Linked DNA regions of Arabidopsis thaliana: region 2 is linked to region 1. A link is a contact called in public ChIA-PET data. All regions are on one chromosome and are shown on one strand. The core of a region is the stretch at or near the end of the contact, and the rest is flanking DNA. Distances in the headings are between cores, read along the strand shown. Region 1 holds the start of AT5G36002 (a long non-coding RNA gene). Region 2 holds the start of CCB3 (cofactor assembly, complex C (B6F)).

What was found. ChIA-PET counts read pairs in DNA pulled down with a chosen protein or histone mark.
Region 2: a contact with region 1 is called in an H3K4me3 ChIA-PET map of shoot, with 13 read pairs. The contact joins the promoter of CCB3 here to the promoter of AT5G36002 in region 1. A contact is called at or near these places in 3 of 26 Hi-C or Micro-C datasets (leaf and seedling), 1 of 2 datasets of contacts at active chromatin or transcription factors (shoot) and 1 of 3 other capture datasets (root).

What each region holds. Positions count from the first base shown.
Region 1 is chr5:14,139,328-14,146,535 of TAIR10.1, forward strand. AT5G36002 (a long non-coding RNA gene) reads right to left here and starts at 3,976. Exons shown (of 2, transcript NR_143306.1): 1 at 2,468-3,976; 2 at 2,166-2,362. It overlaps AT5G36001 (RING/U-box superfamily protein), which reads left to right and starts at 2,314. Exons shown (of 3, transcript NM_001036895.2): 1 at 2,314-2,392; 2 at 2,483-3,368; 3 at 3,494-4,109. The coding sequence starts at 2,723. The coding sequence ends at 3,816. AT5G36000 (F-box protein RMF) reads left to right here and starts at 613. Exons shown (of 8, transcript NM_122991.2): 1 at 613-916; 2 at 1,208-1,407; 3 at 1,479-1,523; 4 at 1,620-1,784; 5 at 1,872-1,919; 6 at 2,024-2,194; 7 at 2,285-2,392; 8 at 2,483-2,565. The coding sequence starts at 669. The coding sequence ends at 2,565. It also overlaps the pseudogene AT5G36005.
Region 2 is chr5:14,194,090-14,201,221 of TAIR10.1, forward strand. CCB3 (cofactor assembly, complex C (B6F)) reads right to left here and starts at 5,342. Exons shown (of 1, transcript NM_123003.4): 1 at 4,497-5,342. The coding sequence starts at 5,114. The coding sequence ends at 4,590. AT5G36100 reads right to left here and starts at 7. Exons shown (of 4, transcript NM_123001.6): 1 at 1-7. It overlaps CYP716A1 (cytochrome P450, family 716, subfamily A, polypeptide 1), which reads left to right and starts at 1,267. Exons shown (of 4, transcript NM_123002.2): 1 at 1,267-1,826; 2 at 1,959-2,365; 3 at 2,948-3,135; 4 at 3,225-3,672. The coding sequence starts at 1,288. The coding sequence ends at 3,524.

The DNA of each region.
Region 1 (7,208 bases), core at 2,726-5,225:
TCAATTCAGTTTTTTTCTTCTATTTGGTTCTCTATTCCGGTTTGTTTGTTTACCCCTACTAAATACTTAACAAAATATAATAAAACCTCTATAAATTAATAAATATTATTAAATAATAAAATTTACATGTCCCAAATTGGACAAATATAAAAAATTGACAAAATTCGTTTAGAGAATAAGATAATCTCTATTTAAATATACATTCCCATTAAAACAATTAAAAATGTTACATTTGTTTATCATAATGTTTTGTTTAATATATCTACGTAATTCTATTTATAACTGTTAAGAAATTAAAAATTGCGTCTACTCATTACAACTCTTCCTTTAATATTTTTTTTTACTTATATCGCATATTTTCACCATCATATTTTCACCAATCTTGATTTTTCATTAACAAGGTAAACCAGACTCACTGGGTATATATTACTTGGGACCCTCTCGGCTAAACCGGGTTCAAAATTTAAAATATACAGTCAGAAAGTTTGTTACAGGGGTATATACGTCATTTTCAACATTTGAAATTTTCAAATTCGCTGTGTCTCCCTCGCAGGTATATATCACAGCTACACGATTGAGAGCAAAAACCAAATTCTCAAACAATTTTTCACTTAACAAATTAGCAACTAGTGAGATACTGAGTGAGAAGAGATAGAGAGAGAGAGAGAATGAATACGAGATCTGGTGATGCCGAAGGAGATATTAGAGGGAAGATGATAGCTCCGGTGAGAGACGGAAATGGTGGACAGAAGAGAAAATTGGTACAGAGCAACGATATTCAGAGAGACGAAGATGGTGGAGCAAAGAGAAGAATCATTCAGAGCAGCGACCAGAAGAACGGGAAGATCCTGAGAGGAATCCATGGCTGTGTATCTCCTCGGTGCTCTGCTCCGACTTACCAGTCTCGCTTCTCCTGGTATTTTCTTCTCCTCTATGAACTACATAGATCTGTTCTCAGATATTTTTGGTGTGCGAGTTTGGGCTGAGCTCGAATTTGATTTGTACGGCATGTATTGGATGGATCTAGGAAATAGAGTTCGATCAATCATCTTTGATACCTTCTGGAATCAATTTGATTTGTATGAGAATTAGATGCTTATATCGATCCCTGTTCGTGACCTGTGTGGTTGCTGAAACCTGGGATTTGAGTTTTGAAAATTCAATTTCGAATCAGATTTCTTAGATCTAATTTTCTCTGACAAATCAGGTATGAGCAAGATATATGGACATACATAACAAGGTTTTTGGATGGTAAATCATTGGTGAAGCTGGGAGCAACGAACAAATGGTTCTATAAGATTGCAATGGAGGATACTGTTTGGAGGTTTGCATGCTTGCGTGATCTTCAGGTCCCTGAGACGTTTCCAGTTTCTTCCACCTGGATTAAGATTTATGCTTCAGCTTTTGGTAAGTTTCACATGACTTATGATACATTCTGAAACAATGGTAAACTCAAAACACGATATGGAAAAATGCAGATGGGAGTCACTCTTACTTGTTCCACCAGAAGGAGAAGCATATTGGTTAGTCCATGAATTGGATTCATCATACTCTCTTAGTCTCATGTTAAATATAGATGTTGTACAGATCTTTATATGGTTTTGACACTGTGATTATAGATTGGATGCGTCTTGGTGCCTTTGTTCTTGACTCTCGAACTTCATTCCTGACTGAGAGTTTGAGTGGTCGTCTGAAAGTCCCAACAGAAGGAACTATAGAACAAATGTTACAATCCAGTGGTTCATGTCTTATCAACGACATCAAAAGCGGTATTTGGATTGCAGGTACGAAAATTTTCTTATACATCATCATCTTCAGAAACTTTGTCAGCTGCAGGAAGAAACTGTAACGTGGCTTATCTCATTTTTCAGATTTACAGCTTTTGCGTTGCCCTCTTTGTGACCTCAGTACCTGTGATGGTAAAAGACACTATCTGTTGCTGAGACTTTAGGATTCATGCTAGTCTATTAGTCTCTGCAATAACTAAATTGCAACTAAGAGTGTTTCTGTTTTACTAATGTAGGAACAATGCAAACTCTTGATGTTAGGCACATTGAACTCTTCCTTAGTGAAGGCTACAAAGATGGAAGCTGGGATTATAATCTGATTGGATCTCATAAGTTGGAGAAAGACGCAAGTGCAGCCTGTGGAGCCATATTTGACCTCAAACACCTTAAAAAATCTTCATCCTCAGGTAACTTCATTACTTACTTTTATGTTCCTTTACTCCTCTTTGAATCATACTCCTTTGTCTCTCATACATTTCCACATGAAATCTGTCTAGGTATTCTCAACCTCAAGTCTTGGACCGGAGAGGCAGATGATTCCCAACCTAAAGCAGTTATTGCACCCCATGCAGTTGCTGTTCACACAAGATTGCAACAAAACGAAGGTATATAACTTTACATCATCAACCATATCTTTATCTAGAAAAAAGGAAGAGAAAACACTTTTTTTTTGTTCTTACATATTTGAATTGCAGGAATCCTTGTGAAGTACCACACAATGAAAGCAGGAACAGACGGTGACATTGTTTCCATCAGAATCTCCCAGCAGCTTCTCTGATTCTTTCACAGTGCATTGTCTCATAGTCAGTATTTCTGGTATACAAATCCTTCTCCTCTTCAGTAAAATAAAGATAAACATAAGCTTTACTGTTCTATGACTTTTTCCATTGTCTATAAGTATGTAAATTCCAATTCCCTTAGTGCCTTACCACAATATGACTTTCTCAAAACAATTCCCTCTTCTTCTCTATTTCTTCTTCTTCTTCTACTTTCCTCTCCTAAATGCCTCAAAACCAAAACGTTGCTACAGTTCTTCATGTGGAGGAAACAACCTTGACGTTAGCTTCCCTTTCTGGCTATCTCCTGAGCAATCTTCGTCATGTGACTACCCAGGATTCAACCTCCATTGTGAGACAGCCTTAAAGCTTCCAAATTCCAGACGATTTCTCGTCCAAGACATAAAGTCGCAGCGTATTCACCTTAGAGACCCCGATAACTGCTTAGCCAGACGGCTTCTCAGCTTCGACGCTTCAATGTCTCCTTTTTCTCCTCTTCACCTTGTCAACTACACTTTCTTGAGCTGTCATAACGAAAACGTCAAATCCTCTTCTTTGGAACCCATCCATTGCCTTACTAATTCCACACCTTCAGATCTCACCGGTTCAATGCCGTCCTCTTGTCAAACCTTGAAGACACTACTTCTTCCGGTCTCTTCACCACTCGCAGGTGATCTCAACAAACAAGACCTCTGGCTGAAATGGGACTCACCGGATTGCACAGGTTGTGTTGATTTTAGTCCGTTATGTAGCTTCATAAACAATACCATCCTCAAAGTCAAATGCTTCACATACGTTGATTCTGGTAACCCTCTCGTCCTATAAGTTCTCACATATACACCCCAACTTGAAATCAAAATCTTGGCTTCATCAAGAACATATCAAAGAACAATTTTTCTTAAAAATGTTAGACTTTTTTCTATCTTTCAGGAAACCCTTGGTTAATAACGTTAAAGATATTATGCTTATGCCTATCCGTACCATTCTTCATAGTGATAACTCCTGCCGTCTGTATCATTTTTATCCCAATCCAACAACAAGCCAAGAGTGTCCCTTGGCGAAATGACACTCTCTGTCCCATTTGTTTATCAGAATACACAAGTGAAGAGACCGTTAAGTGCTTACCCGAATGTGAACATTGCTTCCACACCGAATGCATCGACCCGTGGCTCAAGTTGCATAACTCTTGTCCGGTTTGTCGGAATTCGCCTTCATCTTTGCCAAATAAAGCTGCCACGACGAACGTTGTCTAGATTTGATTCGAGCCACTATTGATTGTTTATCGTAATTTCAATGTTGCGCATTACGCAATTTCAGACGAACATTTCCCAAGCTTTACTAATAAATGGATAGATGTGAATTTGTCTCCGATATTAGCTAGTAGTCGTCTCAGTCCAACCTTTGAAGTTCGTGAAACACACGCACGCGTTTCTAAGCGAGTGAGCGTAGTACATTGTATAGCTTTAGTCTTAAACGTTATTGGACTTCAAACATTATTGGGCTTCTAACAAAATTCGCTAGACCACGACAACATTTTCATAAACTTTGGTTAGAAAATCGTACATAAAATATGGGAGTCGAATTTAACATCATCAAAATGATTCTGTTATAACGACTACTAACTTACGGGTTCAATTGCACCAATAATTTAATGACGGAGTATTTTAGAACCATAAATAACTAATGAGATATTGTTTTTCCCTGTACCAATAACTAGATTCTGACCCGTACATACGTGCGGGATTTCTTATTTTAGGAAATATATTGGAATACATTTTGAGTGAAAGATATTGTAATATATAAACTAGATTTTAACCCGCGGTATACCGCGAGACGATTTATTTTTTTAAAGTAATATATATTAAAATTTGCAAATTTTATTTTTAAAAAATATTTATATTTTAAAGTTTATAATTGTTATTAAAAAAAAAAAGAAACTACTGTGTGTAAAAAACCTTTTCTCTCTCTTCCTTCTGGGCGATTCTACAGCGATCCTCCACCGACTTCCACCGCCTCAATTTTCTGGTGATCTCTTTGTCGTCCTAGTGCGGATCTTACTCTCCGGTGTCTCTGCCGGTCCGTTCGTGTTGTTCTCTTTGACTGTTGTTGTCTTCTCTGAATCCATGGATAAAGAATTATGGCAAGCGCTTCAAAATTTAGATCTAGGATCTGAGAGAGCTCCTCTGAAGATGTCAGCTGAAGCGAGGCGCTCGCGTGATATAGATAATCGTCTCAGCCTAATTGTCAAAGGTCTAAACCCTCAACATCAGAAACCAGCAGGACTTAAAGGTGCTTTGCCTAAAGCTTGGAGATTGGATGGAAGGGTTACAAGTAGAATTAATGATGACGGTACTGTTCAATTCTTCTTTAAGGCTGAACACCATCTCATGTCTGTCCTAGAAAATGGCCCTTGGCACCATAATTTTTGGATGGTGGCTGTTGATCGATGGACCAATCGTACCTTGTCAAATTTTCTCTCTCAAATCTCCTTTTGGGTTAAAATTCTGCATATTCCTCAAGATTTTAGGATAGACCCAGTTATTAGAGAGACAGCAGGGGTTCTGGGGCATATTGATGAAACCAAAATTATAGAAGCCACTGCGGATGCTGAAGGTGAAGTCTAGGCTCATGTTACAATGAACATCTCCGATCGTTTAATCTTTGTACGATCTGTTGAATTCGAACCTGCCACAGCCCCATTCATGGTTAGGTTTGTTTTCGCTAAACTGAAGAAATTCTGCTTTAGATGTGGGTCATTGCTGCATGATGAATTAGCTTGTAACCATCAAAGCACTGTGCTCCAGTTGAACGTTGAAGCAACTAGACAAGCTATAGAACCGATGCAAGGCATTAATCAAGGGGATGACGAACCTATGCAGGAAGGTTCTAGTTCCTCAACACATGTTGTTGGCCCTATTCCTTTAGTTGTCAGAGAAACTGGTGAAGCATCTGAGACTCTTACAATTCGCACCAGAGCAACTAATTTATTGACTGCTGGTAATGATGAATCTATGCAAAAAGGAGAAGAGAATCCCATTCAAACCCAGCCAACACTTCACTCAGAAGAAATGGGACCGACACAACTGCAACCTCAAGAAGAGCTTGATGCTCTTAGAAACACAGCAGATAGTAGTCGCAAAATGAAAGGGGATAACCTTTTTGATGAAGATCAAGCTGCAACAAGTCGCCAAAGGACGCAAGATCCAATACTTACTCAAGGGGAGGTGGCAACCCCTAAACCACCATCGCCAAGATGAAGATATTACACTGGAATTGTCAGGGACTTAAGAGGAACCCTCTGACAATTCCATATTTAAAAGACATCAGGCAGTCTTCTAAACCTGATGTATTGTTCCTCATAGAAACTAAGAACGGTCAAGAATATGTACAAAGTCTATGTAATGATCTTGGATATGCCCACCATTTTGTTGTGAATCCGGAAGGGCTTAGCGGTGGTATGGCAGTTTTTTGGAATGATGAGGTTAAGCTGGATTTTCTATCATCACCTACTCTCCATTATACTGATATGTATATATCGGAATCCGGTTCACCTACTTTTCGTCTTACTTATATCTATGGTAATCCAGAATATAAAGAGCGAAATGCCTTGTGGAAGAAAATGATTTTTTGGGTAGAAGCAGGACTCTATCAAAGTAAACCACGTCTGGTTCTTGGTGACTTTAATGACATCAAAACTAATGAAGAAAAATCAGGCGGCCCTTCTCGATCTGAGGCTTCTTTCAAGACTTTTCGACAAATGCTTAATTCCTCAGGTCTTCATGACATCAAGACGATAGGAGGAAAATTTACGTGGACGGGCCATCGATCTCATTATCACATCAAATCAAAAATTGACCGAGCAGTGGCTACTTCAGATTGGCAAGATCTCTTTCCAAGAGCATATGTTCAGTTGATGTCATGGGGTGGCTCTGATCATCGGCCCCTTTTGTTGGATACAGGAAACAGAAAATGGAGAGGATATAAATTGTTCCGTTATGATAATAGATGGAGATTTGATTCTGCTGTAAAGCAAGAAATTCACAAAGTCTGAACTACACAATGTCAAGACATTCAGAGCACAAACTTTCATCTTGCGCTCAAGAAATGTCGTGTTAGTCTGTCCCGATGGAAGTCGAAGCACATTACCAACTCCCAGAAGAAAATTCAAGAGCTTAAGAGTAAGTTGCATAAGGCTTATGAGACTCTTCCAATAAACTATGCTCATATCAATGATCTCAAAAATCAGTTGGTTAAGGAATATCGGCTGGAAGAGGAATATTGGGGAACTAAGAGTAGAGTTCAATGGCTTCAAGCTGGAGATAAAAATACACGGTACTTCCATGCGAAAACAAAACAGAGGAGGAATTTTAATCGTCTCACTTCCCTTGTAGATGAGCAGGGTAACGTTTGTACTAAAGAGGATGAAATTCACAACCTGGTGGAGACTTACTTCAGCACCCTTTTCACTTCGCATGGCAGCAACAACATGGAAGAGGTATTGACGTCTATTCAGCCTAGAGTTACAGAGGAAATGAACAACCATTTGACCAAGCCGGTTACAGAAGAGGAGCTCTCTCAGGCCCTATGCAGTATGAATAGAAATAAATCACCTGGTCCAGATGGTCTTGGAGCTGGATTCTATAAA
Region 2 (7,132 bases), core at 4,092-6,591, 56 kb after region 1:
CTTGTTTTCTCATTTTCTCGAACTATGACGCATTTAATGGTCTGTTCTGCAACTTTGAGTAAATGCAGATTGAAGATAAAAGAACCTATTATTTCTCTAAATAAAATAAGTCATAAGTACATATCACTAACTATAATATAGGGAACTACTTAATAAATAAATCTCTCACGGTCTTATCTATCACAAACCCTAAAATTTTGACATTAATCTACCGATGAGAGTCATGAGACCGCTCACAGTTTTGGGAGATGAATATATATATTTTTTAAATTCCGGAGATGATATTTAAAGAACAAACAAACAATATATATATTTGTTGGGAAATGACTAGTAATTATGATGTAAGGTCTTGTTTTCCGTGATTCCGTTTTTAAAAGTTACACAAGTTGACTGGGCCGTTATTTTCCATTGCGGGAAGATAATGCAATTGTAATACTTTATCCTATGGTTTTATCATTAGTTTTGGAATGTATATATACTACACATTTAACATTTGCTTTGGATACTTGGATATATTTGAGTTCTTAGAAACGAAAATTGAATATATATCTTCAAGTGAGAATCTGTTGTCTATAAAACAAACATAGAATAGCATGTTATTTAAATGCATAAGATGATTATCTATTAAACAAACAGTTCGATAAAGAGTTTTATTATATATTCGTTTAGTAGAAGAATAAAATGTTGGACGTGCCACGGTACAAATAATATTGTTTAGTATAACAACACGTTTTTTTACCTATAAATTATAATCACACATCAAACTATGACATAGGCAAAATACAAAAAAAATGTAGATATAATTTTTCAGTTTTTTATTAATAGATATAAACTGTAGATAGAAATCTATTTTTACGTAAAGAAAAAAATGATGAGAGGGGTTCAAGATATTTCAAAATCCACTAGAAAATGAAATGAGAAAGATAAACTTGAAGATGAAAGGAGGAGGCATGCATTTTCGTAAAATGGCCATCCAATATAATTCTTAAACCATTTTGTGAATTAGTAACCATTCGTTCCACCTAATTTATCTTATATCTAATTGGTTTGGTCAAATGTGATTTTTGTCTAGGGTAAAATATGAAAAAATAACAAAGCTAGTTGGCTTGATCAGTTAGATGTAAACTTATGTACGTTATGTATGATACAATATGATTTTGTACGGTAGAAAAGTATCAAAATGTAAACGTCAAACCCACCCAAACTCACGTCACTTACGTCTATAAATTAATCTTTGTCTTCCCAACCAAAGAAAACTAGAGACAAGCCGAAAACAAAAAGAAAAATATGTACATGGCAATCATGATTATCCTCTTCCTTAGCTCCATTCTTCTTTCTCTCCTATTGCTCCTTAGAAAACATTTGTCACACTTCTCCTATCCCAACCTTCCTCCCGGAAATACCGGCCTTCCCTTAATCGGAGAGAGTTTCTCCTTCCTCTCTGCTGGCCGTCAAGGCCATCCAGAGAAGTTCATCACTGACCGAGTTCGTCGTTTCTCCTCCTCCTCCTCATGTGTCTTCAAGACCCACCTCTTTGGGTCTCCCACCGCGGTGGTGACTGGTGCATCTGGGAACAAGTTTCTATTCACTAACGAGAACAAGCTTGTGGTCTCGTGGTGGCCAGATTCCGTTAATAAGATCTTCCCTTCTTCAATGCAGACGAGCTCCAAAGAAGAAGCCAGGAAGCTGAGGATGCTTCTTTCGCAGTTCATGAAGCCCGAGGCTTTGAGGAGGTATGTTGGTGTTATGGATGAGATTGCTCAAAGACATTTTGAGACGGAATGGGCCAATCAAGATCAAGTCATTGTCTTCCCTCTTACCAAAAAGTATGTACTTTGCTTCTCATCTTTTTAAAGCAAATTTAATTTTTTTTGTAAATGCAAGAAAATGGGAAGAAAATATTAGAATTTCACCAAACTATTTTATGACTAAGATATACATATAAAAATCTCAATCAGGTTCACGTTTTCAATAGCATGCCGTTCGTTCCTGAGCATGGAAGATCCCGCAAGAGTAAGGCAACTAGAAGAGCAATTCAATACGGTAGCGGTAGGGATCTTCTCAATCCCAATAGACTTGCCAGGAACACGGTTTAACCGAGCCATCAAGGCGTCGAGGTTACTCAGAAAAGAGGTTTCCGCTATCGTAAGGCAGAGGAAAGAAGAGCTCAAAGCCGGGAAAGCATTAGAGGAGCACGACATATTATCTCACATGTTGATGAATATAGGAGAGACCAAAGACGAGGATTTGGCTGATAAAATTATTGGATTGTTAATCGGAGGACATGACACAGCTAGTATCGTATGCACTTTCGTTGTCAATTATCTTGCTGAATTCCCTCATGTCTACCAACGTGTGCTACAAGGTACTCGCCTCTCTCTACAACCTCTAGTGTTATTCTTTGAATACATTAATATGTTTAGGTACAACACTTTTTCAATTAACTTGTACTTTCCTACACGACAGCTTCCTCAATAATAAAACTAAACATAGCTTATGACTGGTTTGTTAGCTAGGAATTAGGATCATATCTTATGACTTCTTTTTGGGATAATGAATAAATAAATAAAAATACTATGTAAGAAACATTACATATGATAACTAAATATGAACCGACAATGCATGTAACATATTGGTTTGTCCGGACTCAAGCCTACATAATGCATGATCGTCAATGACACATAATGCATGTTTCAGAAATTTAAAAGAAAAACTATGAAATGAATCAAAAATATTATCAGTATCATATATGTGAGAAAAAGTAGATAGCTTTGCTATTTTGTATTATTGGTACCGTCAATTTGACCAAATTTTCCTTACCAATAAATATTAATTTGTTGTCGACAAAAGAAAAAGAATTAGGTTGTATATCTTAATTGACATTAAAAAAATAGATTTTATAGTCTTAAGTTTACAGAAAAAATTTACTCACACTAAGGAATTGCAGAGCAAAAGGAGATACTAAAGGAGAAAAAAGAAAAGGAAGGATTAAGGTGGGAGGACATTGAGAAAATGAGATATTCATGGAATGTTGCATGTGAAGTGATGAGAATTGTTCCTCCTCTTTCTGGCACTTTTCGTGAGGCCATTGATCACTTCTCTTTTAAGGGTTTTTACATTCCCAAAGGATGGAAGGTAAGGCTACTCCAAAATCCTTAAGACAGTTTGACATACATATCAAGCTCATGCACAAAATCATATATATGTTTTGATCATAAACATAGTTATATTGGAGTGCCACCGCGACACATATGAATCCAGACTACTTCCCAGAACCAGAGAGATTTGAGCCAAACCGTTTCGAAGGAAGTGGTCCGAAGCCTTATACCTATGTTCCATTTGGAGGAGGACCAAGAATGTGTCCAGGGAAAGAGTATGCTCGTCTAGAGATTCTTATATTCATGCACAATCTTGTTAATAGATTTAAGTGGGAAAAAGTGTTTCCAAATGAAAATAAAATAGTTGTTGATCCCTTACCAATACCAGACAAAGGTCTCCCTATAAGAATTTTTCCTCAATCTTGAGTCTAGTTTGAAACTTGATATGGATCACTAGTTGGTGCTACGTTAGTCCAATATCCTAGTGTATTGGTCTCAAGTCTTCATTGTATTTGTTGATTCATGGATAATAATAATAAAAAATCCGCTCACTTTCTTCGCAAACTAGAATCTCTTCTTATCGATATAACATAGCTTGTCTTGATAACACCAAGACTACAAGGTCTTGGAGGGATAAATAAGTTTACATATTGGGTTGTATATTTTGTGGGACAATTGTACACATTAGTGTTATCTTTTAGTTTTCGATGCAATTTTCTTCATACGGTGTCCGTTCGCTAGATGAATAGCTCTTCAAAGTCGCAACTGGGGTTCTTCTATTTTCTTACAAATAACTTTGTCATCAATATATAGCTTTGAAGAATCTCGACTCGATTATAATTAGTCTGTTCGTTTCATCACCGCAGGCGGCAGCGGCGGTAGCAAACTCTACCGCTGCCATTGCCGCAGGTGCATATGTTCGTTTCGTCGCCGCTGCCGCAAGTGAAATCGAAGAAGACGATTCAAACAGAGAACTTCAAAAGCTCTTAAGGGTCAAGAAGAGAACTTCAAAAACTAAACCCATTACTTCAAAATCACCAAGCTTACTTTGTTATCCCATCTCTTCTTCAGATCGAAATCGCGTTAAAGAGAGAAGAGTAAGGTTTTAGATGGTGATGTGTATTAGGTTCTCTTGTGATTTCCTAAATGTGTTAAGGGTATTTATGTCATTTTAATTTTATTATTAATCACAGGTTTTGGATAAGCGGATGCTGGATTTAATCGGCGATTAAAATTATTCACCGCAAAATGCTGTGTTTGCCGCCGCGTCTTACCGCAAGTACTGGCGGCAACAAAACGAACAATTTCATATGCGTCTGCCGCAGCCGCAACTACCTGCGGCGACGAAACGAACAGCCTAGACATGAATAGTGATCGGTATGACGCAAGAAGAATGTTAGAGCCAAACAATCATATTTGCGAGTAATGTAGGAACATTGTATGCTACAAGGAGACTTCTCTATAATGAGAACAAAATGATTCAATTCTTAGCTAATTAACTTGTTGTTGAGAAACAAGAACAAGAAGTCCTTGAGGACCAACCAAAATCTCACTAAGGAAACTCACAAGCCCAAACCAAACCACAGGAGTAACATCAACACCTGCAAGTGGTGGAATCACTTTCCTTGTCTGAACAAGGATTGGTTCTGTCGGAGCGTAAGCTAAAACGTACGGAAACTTGTCAACGGGAAGTTTCGGGTACCAAGACATAACGATTCTCAAAATGAATAGAAATCCAAAAGCTGATAAAGCTGGACCTAAGATACCAATAGCGAGCTTCGCTGTTCCTGGATCTAAATCTGCTAGAGAAATGTTACGCAACGATTCCGAAATGGAATTCGTCTGTCGAATGAGATTTGTTGTTGTGGCTGCTTCTTCTATGTGGCTTAATGTTGCTGAAACTATGGGAAGAGACGTGGATCGATTGCGGAAATTTGGAGAGGATCGTCGTGATTTCTTCTGAAAAATCATCAATGCCGGCGAGAAAGAGACGAAGCTGGTGGTCACTGTCGTCATCACAATCTCTCTGCTCTGTTTTTTGTGAACCAAAATATCGTGAACTCTGTGATCGATTCCAGTGTAAGGTTGAGAATCTTTGGTTCTGGAGATAATGCGGATGTGCTGACGTGGAATACGAAAATGGGTACAACCCGAAATACTTGGGTTAATTTGAATTTTATGGTTACAACTACAACCCCACACAAACTGGGATATTTTTTTTCACTACTTAATGTGATATATGTGCATATGTTTTTGCGAATAAATTAAGAAATTATTTAATTTTTATTTTTTCGATAAAAACATAATTTATTATTTATTTATTTTTGGACAAAAATGTATTATTAACTTTGTTAGTGGTGAGAAAAATATAGACATGACCAAAACTTAACTATAACCGTATAAAATTGTTAAAAATCGTAATTGTTAACCGTAAAATAAAATAGTTACGGTTTAAAAAATATTTTCCTCGTAACCATTAATTAACTGTAAATGTACCAAAACAGTAGTTAACCGTACGTTAACTGCACGATTAACTGTATGGTTAAAACCTTAAAAAGATACAATTTTGACTATTAGTTTTTGTAAGGGAAAAATGTCGTTTTATACGCGAACTTTTAAAAATGGCCATTTAATACGTGAATTTTTTGTAAGGCCAAATAAAACATGATAAAAACGTTGACTGGCCATTTCACACAAATGTTATCGTTGACCAGGCCAAAATCTCCACGACGTTATCTTGCATTAACGGACCCGATAATTCCGTTAGCACACGTTAACTAGATCCGTTAATATCCAAAACGACGTCGTTTCATTGCAATCGAAATATCAAAAATCCCAAATCAAAAGCCAAATCCCTAATTCCTATTTGGCCAAACTACAGGTCCAAAATTTTGAAGCAGAAAATATAAGATTCATAGCCAGAGAAATCATGATTTTAAGAAGATTAGATCATCCCAACATTCTAAAACTGAAGGGATTATCGCATCAGAAATTCAAACAACATGTACTTTGTGTTTGATTACATGGAGCACGATCTCGAAGGCTTATGTTTATCTCCCGACATCACATTCACGGAGGCACATGCAAGAGAGATACACACACACACAAAACCATAACCTCTCCTGCAAGTGACTACATTTCTTTATTCTGACAAACCTTAATTTTGTTTTCAAATCAAATGTTATGAAGCAACTGTTATGGGGAGTAGAACATTGTCATACCCGGGATTATGCACAGAGACATTAAAGACGCAAACGTTCAGGTGAATAACAAAGGAGTTTTAAAATTAGCTGATTTCGGATTAGCCAACACTGTAACACCAAGAAAAAAGAATCAATTGACGAGTCGGGTCATGACATTATGGATTTAGTTTTTGAATTTTGGGGATTTCTAAATTGATTTGGGATTTTTGATATTTCGATTTCAATGACACGACGTCGTTTTGGATATTAACGGATCTAGTTAACGTGTGCTAACGAAATTATCGGGTCCGTCAATGCAAGATAACGTTGTGGGGATTTTGGCCTGGTCAACGATAACATTTGTGTGAAATGGCCAGTCAACGTTTTTATCATGTTTTATTTGACTTTACACAAAGTTCACGTATTAAATGGCCACTTTTTGAAAGCTCGCGTATAAAACAACATTTTTCCCCTTTTTGTAATGCAAAGATAAATATTGAATATTCGGATACAGATTTTTTAAAAAGTAAATAATATCGCATATAAAAAATTCTACTATATACTTTTCATCTTATTAAAAACAACAAAAAAAGTCGGATGATACGTAAGATTTTGCCAACAGTATTAAATGCATTGTAATCATCAAATAAGTCATAAGCTTATTTTAATCGTAATTGTAGTCATGCCTAGGAAAATAGTTAAAATCCTAAGAGTGATAAGATCGTAACCATGATAAACCAGGAAAGACTTGGTCAAGGAGAAAAGAAGAAACAAACCTTTAGTGTATCCCTCAGTTTTAAGGAGATCAATCTCCACGTTTACATTTTCCCAATTTGTGGATTATGTTCCTTG